Linked DNA regions of Macaca mulatta: region 1 is linked to region 2. A link is a contact called in public Hi-C data. All regions are on one chromosome and are shown on one strand. Each heading gives the region's core, a stretch centred on a gene start, on an enhancer-like site or on the middle of the called end of the contact. The rest is flanking DNA. Distances are from core to core; before and after follow the strand shown.

Evidence for each region. Hi-C and Micro-C count contacts between places; a contact is called where the count stands out from the background.
Region 1: a Hi-C map of fetal cortex germinal zone shows a contact between it and region 2, with 5 times the contacts expected there. The contact joins the promoter of GTF2E1 here to the promoter of STXBP5L in region 2. A contact is called at or near these places in 2 of 14 Hi-C or Micro-C datasets (fetal cortex germinal zone and fetal cortical plate).

What each region holds. Positions count from the first base shown.
Region 1 is chr2:162,995,414-163,002,031 of T2T-MMU8v2.0, forward strand. GTF2E1 (general transcription factor IIE subunit 1) reads right to left here and starts at 1,394. Exons shown (of 5, transcript NM_001260889.1): 1 at 1,348-1,394. RABL3 (RAB, member of RAS oncogene family like 3) reads left to right here and starts at 1,598. Exons shown (of 8, transcript NM_001194507.2): 1 at 1,598-1,673. The coding sequence starts at 1,628.
Region 2 is chr2:162,839,293-162,845,259 of T2T-MMU8v2.0, forward strand. It overlaps STXBP5L (syntaxin binding protein 5L), which reads right to left and starts at 4,419. Exons shown (of 27, transcript XM_015129967.3): 1 at 4,266-4,419; 2 at 2,825-3,021. The coding sequence starts at 3,013.

The DNA.
Region 1 (6,618 bases), core at 144-2,643, 150 kb after region 2:
TCCTCCTGAAAAATTGGAAATATCTGAGGAAAAAGTGAGCCCATGGTCCCACATGGAAACAATAAGCTGAAGACGAATAGCAGCTGGCATTATTAGGGAAGGAGTATGGCTGGTCTCTGGAGACTTCTGAGTGTGGTACCTCCTAGGACCTTTTGTTTCTTCCTTTGATCTTCATAGTCCATGAGTCATATCCCAGCCTCACCTCCCTACCCCAGTCCAGACACGTGTATTTTAATCATATAAACATTTAAGGACTATTGTGCACCAGACACGGAGCTAGAGAAACAAAGTTGAAAAGAATGCACCCTCTGCCCTCTGTCTACTCTGTCAGCCTCATATCCAGCCACACTAGCATATTCTCAATTCCATAAGCCACATGTGCTTTCCGTGCTTACCACAGCTTTGCACAAGCTGTTCCTTCTGCCCCTACAACTAAGCCAACCCCCTTCTCCTAATCATCCTTCAAGTCTCAAATGACGTTTCCTCATAGAGGCCTTCCCAGACTCCCCATTAGGTAGCGTACAATCATCCCCTCTCACATGTTCCATGGCTCTTTCTCCCTTCTTGTACTTTCTCCATGTCTATCTCTAAGACCAGACTTCATTTTGTTCACCAATTAATTTCCAGTATCTAGCACAGCCAGACAAGTACTTCCATAAAACTTTCCTTATGTGTCCTAGACACGTGTTGTTCCAACATGGCTCATTTTGCCAGCTTCCCCCCGCTTCACTTCCTCCACTCTTGCTTCCACGGTAGAATTGGACAGGCTATTGGGCACTCTCTTCTTAAATTTAAAACAGTTTTAAGCTGGAGGTGAGTGGATCAAATTCACGATGTTAAAAGTGTGCGCTGACTGCAGAATGGAGAAAAAAGCTGGATGCGAAGAGTCCAGTTAGATTACTTCAGTACACCACTACGCCAGTTCTAGAACAACCTGGGATTCTACACATCTAACTGCGGTGTTCTGGTACCACATTTCATGGCACTTTCCACGCCTTCACTGAACACATAGCGGCAAACTACCGCGAAACCTCCGGACCCAGCTGCCCTTCACGAGACGCGTTCGGTGATATGCACTCCTCCCCACTGCGAGACCCCGAGACCCCAAACTCCCTCGGACTCTCCCAGTTGGGTCTAGGGCCACACTCGGCGCACCCAAGCCCGCCCTACCCGAGGTCCCACACGGGCCGTTCCGGGGTCAATGGTTCTTTGGAGAACCAAGAGGACCAAGGCAAGAGGGTAATTCAATAGGGGAGGACAGTTAAGAGGGAGCGAAAGGAAGAAGAAATCATGAAATGCAATGCCCGGCCAGGGAACTCCGAACAAGGAACAGGGAACAAGGTTTACCAAAGCGAATCCTGGAACACTCCCACTACAGCTGCCCTCAGCTCTTCAACTACCGGCTTAAATGAGCCACGCCTCTTACGCGACAAAGAAAACGCACTATTCCTGCGACCATCTGGGGAAACACCCCGCTACCAGACCAGCCAATCAGCTCAGTGAAGCCTTCGATTCAGACAGTCACGCTCCGAGCGGCCAATGAAATTGAAAGCTCTGCCCTCCATGCCCAACTCTGATTGGCTTACAATCCCGGAACAGGCGTTAACCCAAGGAAGGCAGTGGCAAGATGGCGTCCCTGGATCGGGTGAAGGTACTGGTGTTGGGAGACTCAGGTGAGCGTCTTACCCCACCTCTGGGGCTACAGACACTTTTGAGTTACCCAGTAACCCTCCCCTTACCTTCCTTCCCTCAACTCCCTGGCTCTTCGGCCCGTGGCTGAAGTCCCTCCGAAGTCCTGAAGACTACACTTCCCAGGGGACTTTGCTCCGTGTGACGACGCGGCGGCGGCGGCGGCGTCGCGCGGGTGGGGGTCGCGGAGCCCGGGTCTTTTTCCTTCGCGGCTTTCCACATCAGTCTCCCAGAAGACTGCAGCCTGGAGTGTATTGTCAGTTATTTTATTTGGAAAAAAAAAAAAAAAAAAAGGCAGGCATTGAGTATTGTATGGAGTTCTGTGTTAAGGGTACAGAAGTTAGTAGGACCGTGCCTTCAAGAGATTTTGTTCATTAAGGAAGTCAAACGTGCACTGACAAACGTGAACTGGCAAGCGCTTCTCATACATTAACTCATTTAATTCTGAGATTAGTCCTATGATCACATTTTACGGATGAGAGTAGTGAGGCAGAGAGATGTGAGTGGCAGAATCCTTTTGAACGCAGAGTCCACAAACTTAAACGCTAAGTTATAAATACGCAGTGACGTATTGGGTGGTGGTCCTGTTTTATTCTTAACTGAGCTTCTTGACTTCCTGGTTCTCGTTTGATCTTCATTGAAAACCTATTATGTCCTAGACTGTACGATAGAGAAATTAAAGTAAGAGTTTTATTCTGAAGCAGCTAGGATTTAACGCTGAGCCGAATTTAATCCTAGTGTTAAAATTATTATTTTTTTTTATCTCAATGGATGCAAAGAAAAATTATTTTGACCCCTGGGACATTTGAGAACTACAGCTGACTTCTGGATTTCCAGCTCCCACCTCACTGCCCTTATCTTTTCTTCCATAATCCCCAGTTCATCTCTCCTTAGTAACTTCAATAAATGCTGAACTTGCATTTTATAGATGTGCTCTTCTGGAGTTGGCCTAAGAGCGTGTGTTGTGAGCAGAGACATTGTGCTAGATGCTTGGAGGTGGAGAGGCTTGAAAACTAGCTTAACAGAAACTAAATAAAATTGTGGCCGGCAAAGATAGGTTAAGACTGTTTTCACATTGCCCTGAGTATTATTTGCATTACGAAATATTTTACAGAGAGCATTATTTAATATTCCCCTAAGAAAGTTGCCTTTTGAAACTCAATGGACATAATCACAATTTATGTCGACTTCATTTCTATCAGGTAGCTTGAAGTGGTGCCAAAGTTAATTTAATAAAATCACTCAGTTTTACAGATAAAGAAAGTAATGGTGGCCTAAAGGGACTTAGCAAGAGTATCACTGAGTAGAATTTAGAATCCAGAACTAACAGACTTCTTCACGATATGTTAAGTGAGTGTTTTCTGTCCTCTATAATTCCATTTTCTGTTGTATGTAACAATCCCTTCATATTGCAAACTGCTGCAACTAGTCAATTTATTTTCTTTCCAGCAGGCACTGTATTAGGTTCTGGGGTTATAACTGTGGAATTAATGCATCATATAACAGGGGTAGAATTAGCTGCTACATTAAATGTGGAAAAGTAATCAGGCAATTGATAAGCTTCCCTACCCCCACCCCCCCACCCTTATGGTTTAGTTGTGAAGCAGAAGACACAGCTGTGATGGCCAGGAAAGTGATTGATATTGTCACACATTCACTAATGTTAACCTTTATGTGCAGATGTTGTCACACATTCACTAATGTTAACCTTTATGTGCAAAGTTAGTTATTGTCTTTTTATCTTTTTAAAAGGCAATTTTGTCAGTCTCCTTTTAACTGTCATTTAATAGTACACAGTCTGACAGGTTAGAATACACTTTTTACACTTCCTCTGCCTTTGTTGAAAGTTTATTTTTAAATAAAGACCATTTCCCTCATAAAATTTTGAGGGTTTCACAAATATATAAAGAAATGACTTAGCCAGACAAGGTGGCCCTTGCCTATAATCCCAGCACTTGGGGAGTTTGAGTCGAGTGGATTGCTTGAGCTTAGTTCAAGACCAGCCTGGGCAACATGGCAAGACCCTCTCTAAACCAAAAACAATACAGAAAGTTAGCCAGGCGTGGTGGTGCACGCCTGTAGTCCCAGCTACTCAGGAGGCTGAGGTGAGAAAATCAGTTGAGCCCGGAAATTTGAGGCTGCAGTGAGCTAGGATCGTGCCACTACGCTCTAGTCTGGATAATAGAGTGAGACCCTATCTCAAAGATAAAAATAAAAAGAAGAAAGAAATGAGTTGATATTTGGAGATTTGTTTTCTATCCTATTGAGATATTTGGTAATTTGGTGAAGAACCATGAAAGTCTCACTACCATCTGGTTTTCTCTTTCTTTCAGAGATTAGGGACTAGTTTAACATGTTACCAAATAGCTGTATTTGGAGCTGACATTTATTTATATTGGGACTTTTTTCCCCCCAAGTACGTCAAGTGCATTCTTTTGATCCAATTTAGTTCTAAAGGTGAACACATAGAGTCAGAAGCTCCCAAAATTCTTAAAGAAATGAAATTAGCCATTATTCCCTAGCACTTCAACTGTTCTTACTGTTTAGGGTTTCATCCCGTGTTAGCTAATACTTAATCACCCAAAGCAGTTAATTCATGGAGAGCTATACGATTTTACTGCCTAGAAATGTTTACCCTAACACAATTAAGCTAAACTAGGCCTCAAGTGTTGCATCAAGCAATTAAGTGGCTAGATACATTCCTTGAACATAAACAAACCTATTTACAAATACAGAATCAATGGTATATCCTAAAAGTTACAGATATCAGATACAATGCAGTAAACTCAATGACAAATATAATTTTGAGTGTTTAAAAATCTTGAATGTTTCTATGTAAAAAAATTAAAAGAATGAAGGGAAGCCTGGTAAAATGTTTGATTCAATTACACATACATAAAATGATTAATATATTTAATAGATAAAGAGCTCATATCAATTAACACTAAAACCCGGTAGATAAACGTACAGAACAGATCCACAGAGAATTTATGAGAGGAAAAACAACTGATTTGCCAGGATAATCATAATGATAATCTTTGATCTTTATCAGAAAGTAAAGAAATGCAGACTAAAGTAAGATGTCACTCCCCCCCGCCCCACTGAGATAGAGTGTTGTTCTGTCACCCAGCCTGGAGTGCAGTGGCCGACCTCAGCTCACTGCAGCCTCCACCTCCTGGGTTAAAGCAGTTCTCCTGCCTCAGCCTCCCAAGTTGCTGGGCTTACAGGTGCCCACCACCACGCCCGGCTAATTTTTGTATTTTTAGTAGAGACGGGCTTCACCATGTTGGCCAGGCTGATCTCGAGCTCCTGACCTCATGATCTGCCTGCCTCAGCCTCCCAAAGTGCTGGGATTACAGACGTGAGCCAAAGCGCCTGGCCAAGATGTCTCTTTTATTCCTTTATCAGGTTAACAAAGATGAAAAACCAACTACATGATACTGTTGAGGTGCAACAAGACCTGCAGGCTCAAGTGTATGGCTTATGGCAGCATAACCCCATGAAGTTATTTGTCAATACATATCTAGAACTTCAAATGTTTCCTTTTAAGTACTGAGTTTACTTCTGGGAAGGTATACTAAGGACATAATTTTAATTTTAAACAAAGGTTTAAACAGAAATAACCTTTCACTAGCATATCAAAAATTTCAAAACACCCTAAATATCTAATAATGGAAGAATGGTTAAGTAAATTTTTATGTCTACTCTTTGAAGTACTATGGAGATGCTTTAAATGTTTATGAAGATTTTGGAATAATATGGAAACTTTTAGTCAATAAATTCTAATTAAGGTTCTGATCTAAGTACTGAAGATAAAAAAGATGCATGAGAACCCTCAAGGAACTTAAAATTAAATACAGTTGATAAAACCTATAAACAAACACATATGATAATGTATTTTAAGTGCTCTGTAGGAAAATGTACAGGGTACAGTGGAGGCCCAGAGGATAGTGGATGTTATGCTTAGTTCTCCCTGTGTTGGGTCAGAAAATACTTTATAACTAGAATGATGCTGAGTCTCCAAAGGTAAATTCACCAGGCCAATGTGGGAGGGGAGGGAAAGGAGAGGATGGGTAGGATATTCCAGACAGAACAAGCTATGGAAGCAGAGGCTTATGTTGTTTTATTGTTTTTAAGTATACTGTGTATATAATCACAATAACCACCTGCTCATAGAAAAACTTTTCATGTGGAATTAAATAAACCTTCATGTTGACAGTAGTCTTAAGGTGTTTTTTTTGTTTTTGTTTTTGTTTTTAAGAGAGACAGGGTCTCACTCTGTCACCCAGGCTGGAGTACATCAGTGTGATCATAGCTCACTGCAACCTCCAACTCCTGAGCTCAAGGGATCATCTGCCTCAGCCTGCTGAGTAGCTAGGACTACAGACGCAGGCCACCGTGCCTGGCTAATTTCTTTAATATTTGTTTTTTGTAGAGATGCAGTCTTGCTATGTTGCCCAGGCTGGTCGCAAACCCCTGGGCTCAAGTGATCCTCCTGCCTCAGCCTCCCAAAGCACTGGGAGTACAGATGTGAGCCACCGTGCCTGGCCTTCATTTGTACATACTTTCTAGGTTGTAAATGTAACTTTTAATAATAAAAATTAACATAAACAATAGGTTCATACACAGTAGGATCAAAGAGATGATCTAAATTTTTGATAAAACTAGTGATTTGTAAAAATACCAACCATGTTTGTCATAATGGAACCCCAAAAATGCTGTTAAATGAATGCGTGAGTGACTCCACACATGGATGTAGAGGAAGAGCTCATTCCCTTTCCTCTTGATACAAATCTCTGAATGCTATCCTTAGCATTAATAACTAGGTTTCCCTAAGCCCAAGAAATCGAAAAGAAGATCAAATGGTGACTTAAAGGGACATGATGTAGAAGAGGGAGTTGATCTTTTTTCCAAAAGCTAAGTCTGGGC
Region 2 (5,967 bases), core at 3,169-5,668:
TAGCCGTTATTGTAACAAAATGAAGTATAATAAGGTAAAACTAGAAGTAAAGAGATCAGTTAAAAAGTGATTTCAGAAGACCAAGCAAGAAAATATGATGGAATAAACAAGTACTGGGGATGTAGAAAAGATCATAAATTTCAGAAACACTAAGGAAATAGAATAGATGGGATGTGATGACTAATCAGATATAGTAGAGAGGAGGCTTTCAAACAGCCAAGTCTAGATTTATACTTCAGTTTTGCCCATGTTAAAAAGGTAGAAGCACCCAGAATGACAACTCCTTAGAACTCAGAAGAGAATGTTTTTTGCACATTTAATCAGTGAGTCTATGAATCTAAATAAAGTCCCCATTTCAGTAGCGGTTCTAATTTTGGGATTTCCTTAGTCCATTTTTATATATTTTGTTATAGACCAGGTAACTATAATACATCCATATAACCACTTTTTAAAATTAACTATATTCCTGCCCGGCGTGGTGGCTCACGCCTGTAATCCCAGCACTTTGGGAGGCCGAGGCAGGCGGATCACGAGGTCAGGAGATCGAGACCATCCTGGCTAACATGGTGAAACCCCGTCTCTACTAAAGATACAAAAAATTAGCTGGGGGTGGTGGCGGGCGCCTGCAGTCCCAGCTACTCGGGAGGCTGAAGCAGAAGAATGGTGTGAACCTGGGAGGCGGAGCTTGCAGTGAGCCAAGATTGCGCCACTGTACTCCAGCCTGGGCAACAGAGCAAGACTGTGCCTCAAAAAAATAAATAAATAAATAACTATATTCCTATCTAAAGATGCCACAGTATTTTACACATTTAATAAGACTTCAATACTGTTAGTGGACAACTTATATAGCTATCTATCTTACAATTTATTTGAAAATCATAAGCTAATATTATTGTAACCCACTAGTTATATTCATTCTACTATGAACACGAGATTTTAGAAACTTTAACAATAATATTAATATATATTTTATCATCCTTTCCATTTACGCATTACCTTCACCTTGTTCTGTCTGATCCTCCCAATCACCCTCTGTTAGTTAAGGAGAGCAGATATACTTATTCCCATACTACAGATGCAGAAACGAAGGTTCAAGGGAGATAAATGGCTTACCCAAGATTATATGGCTATCAACTAGCGGAACTTTAAATAAAACAAAAATTTTCTGATTCCTAGGCCAATGCTCTTCCTATTATGCCATATGTTTTTAACTTCTGCCACTTCCTATGACTATCTATTACCTGAGTAAATGGGAAGATAACTATGTATTCCATTCTCTCTTGCATTCACCCATTTTCCTTAAGTTTTTTATTTAAAACCTTCTCTACAAGCTTTATGACCTCAACAGCCCAATGCCATTCTGTTTCAGAAGTCTACCTTTCCTATACTAATTTTACCTCTGGTAAAATTCTCCTGTATCACTGTCATATACATGAATTGAGAGAATTTGGAAAGTATTTTCAGAATCTGATCGTGAAAATTGCAAACACTTCGAAGATTAAAGAATCAGGGCATAATTCCCCTGCCTAACAGTTCAAATTTGAACTCCAGGACTCTTTTACATTTGTCTCATAACCACTATTAAGACCTTCCTTCATCTAACAGAATATCTGTTATTTCCTATTGAGGAAAAAAATCATTACTGTTCACAAATTTCACAAAGTAGCTTAGAATTAAATCTGTCTATCTAACTTAACTCTAAATAAACTTGTTTTTATGAAAACTAATAACTATAGTTATTAGTTTATTAATTAGTTTATTATTAAATACTAAAACTATTTAATGTTTTCATAATGACCCTGTCAGGAATATAGGCTGAGGCAGTGATTGAAATATATCTCATTATACATGTATCACTTGTTTACCACAAAAATAATTTTAATAATTTCAAAAAACTTTTCTTTTGTGACAGTATTTTAAAAGTTGTTAATTTCTGTAATTTTGCAAGTTTTCTATTTCTTCTTATGTAGCCAAACACATTTACAAAATTATATTCATTTATATGACATAAATAACTTAGTAGCTTTTGTTGCATATAATAGGCACATTCCAAGACAACTCAAAAAGTGGCAATAAAATTATAAATCACTTTATATCATAAAATAAAACAAATATAGCAATAACGATATCTCTATGCATTAACCTAATGCTTGTTTTATAAATTCTCATCTTCTCTACCTATCAGAAACTCTTTCTTTTGCATATTCACTAGAATTCAATATTGAAGTATAATTACATAAAATGTTTTTTCACTAAACTAGAACACTGGCTATTTTTGAGTTCTTACAACTATAACAAGTTCTTATAAGCCTGTGCATTTGTCCGTTTGTGTATTTATGAAGAGTTTAAGAATGTGGAGGTGATTTTATTCAGAATTTTAAAGCAAAGTCACTGGCCCCTTTAAAATGGACATATTTTTCTATTATCTATTTAATCCTAGCAACATGCTAGTAGCTTTATTCATTTCATACTGAACAGTGAAATAACAATTATTTTCTCTGACAACACACAAAAAAATGACTATTTCTTTCTTCAGTTAATATAATACAAAAATATTAAAAATTCCGTCCACTATTGGATCTTAACATTATCTTGCAAATTCTACTTTTTGTGTGTGCTCATTTCCCCCTTAAACTATTATCGCTTTTTAAGTTGACGCCTAAAATATCTATTCAGCCAAACTGATTTACCCACAGAGCTTTCTGCAGCAGACTCTGATGCTGACATCTCAACAGTTTCCTGTTCCTGGTGTGTTTTTCCCTCCTTGTTTCCTCACAACAGTATAATAAAGAAATAATAGGCTTTAAGCCAATTCAAAGCTTACCTTGCAAATCTGGAAATACTCTGAAGTCAAGGTTTCCTGAATTTCCTCTCTGAGAACCCCTGCAGTCCCCGCGGGAGGTACGGAACCACTTCCAGCCCCACCACCACTGTTACTGCCACTGCTGCTACCACTGCCAGGGGAGGAGGCAGTTAAGCCATCCAAAACTTTTCGGAAATTAAACTTCTTCATTTTAAACACTGTTGAGAAATTCAAAGGAAAAAAAGGGAAAGGGGTGACTTAACACATGCAATTAGACCTTGGTTTTTTCACTAGTCAAGACCTTTCTCTTTTCACTAGTCAAGTCAGTTCCCATTTTACGAGCATTGGTTATAACCGACTGGAAAAGAGTCAGGCTTCGTTTGCCAAATTTTAATTCCAAAAAGCATATCCTTTAAAAAAAAAAAAAAAAAAGATAAATATAACACAACTCCAAAAGCAACAGTATTCCCTCCTCATACATCAGATATTCAAGGACTGTATCCCCAGCTGTAACTACGCTTTATCAGCACTGGGGTAAAAATAAAAGGCAGTGTCATCATCGTCATTAGCATTATATCATCATTATTATACAATCAAACCAGAGTTCAACAGAACAAGACTCCGTCTCTCTCTTAAGGGCGGGCTTTCCTTCTTCGAAACGTTCAGCTCAGAATATTTTATTTTCAGAAAAACGATGTTGGGGGAGCCGGTATTTACTCTGCCACCACCTTCCGGGCTCTTCCCCCATCAGCTTCAACGCTTCCTTTTTTGTCACTATGAAAGGCAGCGGGGGGGAGGGATACTTTTTCTAGTCCCCATCCCCTAGCAGCCCGGACCCCAAAACATCTGCGAGTGACCCACAGCAACAGCTGCCGGGGGGGAGGGGAGAACGGCGACACCGTCTGCTTCCACTTGTCCCTCCGCCTCCCCCTCACCTCCCCATCATCTCCCTCCCCGCGTCCTCTTTCCACCCTCTCCCCATCTCCTGCTCCCCTCCCTCCACCTCAGCCCGCAGCCGCCGCCGCCGCGCTCTCGCGCCTGTTCGCCCTCCCGCCGTCCGCTCTCTCCGCTGCGCGGCGGCCGCCCTCGGGGGACGTGAAGCGGTGGCGGCGACGGCTGCGGCCCGAGTCCCGCGTCAGTCTTCTGGGCGCGCAGAGCCGCCGCTCCCGCTGTCCCTCCCTCAGGCCAAGCGCTGAGGCGCGGGGCTCTCGCCCGCGGGCGCGCGAACACACAAACACCTCACACCAAGGCATTCGCGCGCCCAGCCAGAACACACACAAACACCCTCAACACGGGCATTCGCGCGCTGGTGCGCTCGGTGTCTCTCTGTCTCTCTCTCTCTCAAACACACACATACACACACACTCACAGACACACACAGGTGCAAAGGGAGCCACGGCTGGACGGCGGCAGCGGCGGCGGCGTCCCAGAGGGATGACTATCTGACCCAGGACTTAGGCACCTTCCTCAGACGCCACTCGCCGCCTGCCAGCCCGGGAAGCTGAGGGGGCCGAGGGAGGAGGGCTCGAAGGCGTGGGTCCGGCCCGGCTCCAGCCGCTTCTCTGGTCCCTGTGGTCGCGGCGCCTGGCGCTCTCCGAGGTCCTAACCGAGCAGTCAGGCTCCAGCGCAGGCTCCGCCCTCCCGCCGTGGGAGGCAGACCCCGCCCCCGGGCCGGCCTCTAGTTCGCCCCGCCCTGCTTCTTCCCTGGCAAAGCTGGGCGGTGAAGGGGGCGGAGTGCCCGGTACGTCGAAGGGCGGGAGTAGCTTCGGCGCCAATCCTAGATTCGATAGGGTAAGTTCCGCGGTCTCCAGGGCGGAAGATAACTGTGGATAGGCCGAAGGTAAAGCCAATGACAGCGGGAGGGGAGAATTTACAGAAGTAGGTGAGGTATTTGATTGACAGCGGTATTGGCCAGTATGCTGGGGGTCGTGCTCTGGGGGATGTAATTGGCGCTCCCTGTTGAAGGACGCAAGTGTGAATCAATAGAATGCCTGCAAGCGTGCGAATTTGGGCGCCTGGAGTCTGAGGCTGCGGGGAAGGTTGCTTACCTTAGGTATGGCTCTGGACAGTATGGTGAACTGGGCGAGTGTTTTGCACCTTTTCATTTCTACGAGCCTCTTCCCGCTCTTCAGGAGCATCTATCTGACTCCTGTAACTCTCCTGCCACCTGCACTCAACTTGTATCTGTGATTAACCCCTGCCGTTACCTAATAATGGCTTAATAGTTCGTATCTGCCAGACAGAATTGTATTTCAATGGTTTCAGAATATATAGCCTTCTAGAGCCTAAGGAATTGATTGCTCACCTTGCTCTCTAGTAAGTAGAATTACTCCTTCCCCATCATCCTCACATATGCAAAGATATCTATTTAATTTCTTTAAAGAAATATTTTTCACTCTGTAAACCGTATCAAGAATATATTTAAGCTATCTCTGTGAGTCACAATAATCATTTTGAAAGATGGATTATTCAGTGCAGAAAAAAAAAAAAAAAAAACTGTATCAGGATAGACTTGGCTCTGAGCCCTCACCTGCTATTGAATTGGGGAAAATTTGGACCCCGATGTCTTTGCAAAATGAAGGGCAGTTCAGCGGGCCACAGCTAAGTGAGACTTCAATTTGGGCATCACAACAGAACTCATTAGTGATCATTTCAAGGAAGAGAGTGGGAAAGAGGAAGCAGGAGACTTGAAGGATGATGACTTGTCCAAGGACATAGGAAGGAAATGGTAAAGATGAAATAGAGCTCAGTTTTGCAGATCCTCAGCTCATTATTGAATCTTTCTGTCCTGAATAACTATTTCACTCCTTTTGGGACTCCCTACACTGCTGGTAGTCTCTCATTGCCACAGCTAGACAGTAACCTTCTTGAAGGCAAGCATGGAATTGTATATTTCCCTAGATTATTTAGCACCAGGCACAATATTTCACTTAAAATAGGCATTTAAAGGGTTTTGAAGAGTTGTTTTATTAATATTTTTTATCAGTTAAAGATATATGAGTTGGTACCCAATTGCACAATGTTTGAAAGGGGTAAAAATAATGGTGGAAACAAGTGCTATGTCTGACACAAACTAGATCTTGGTAGGGTTCCAAATTGTATATTGGGTCCCTAACAACAGGTTTCTTTTTACTCTTTTCCACCATTTTTTCTTCTCTTCTTCC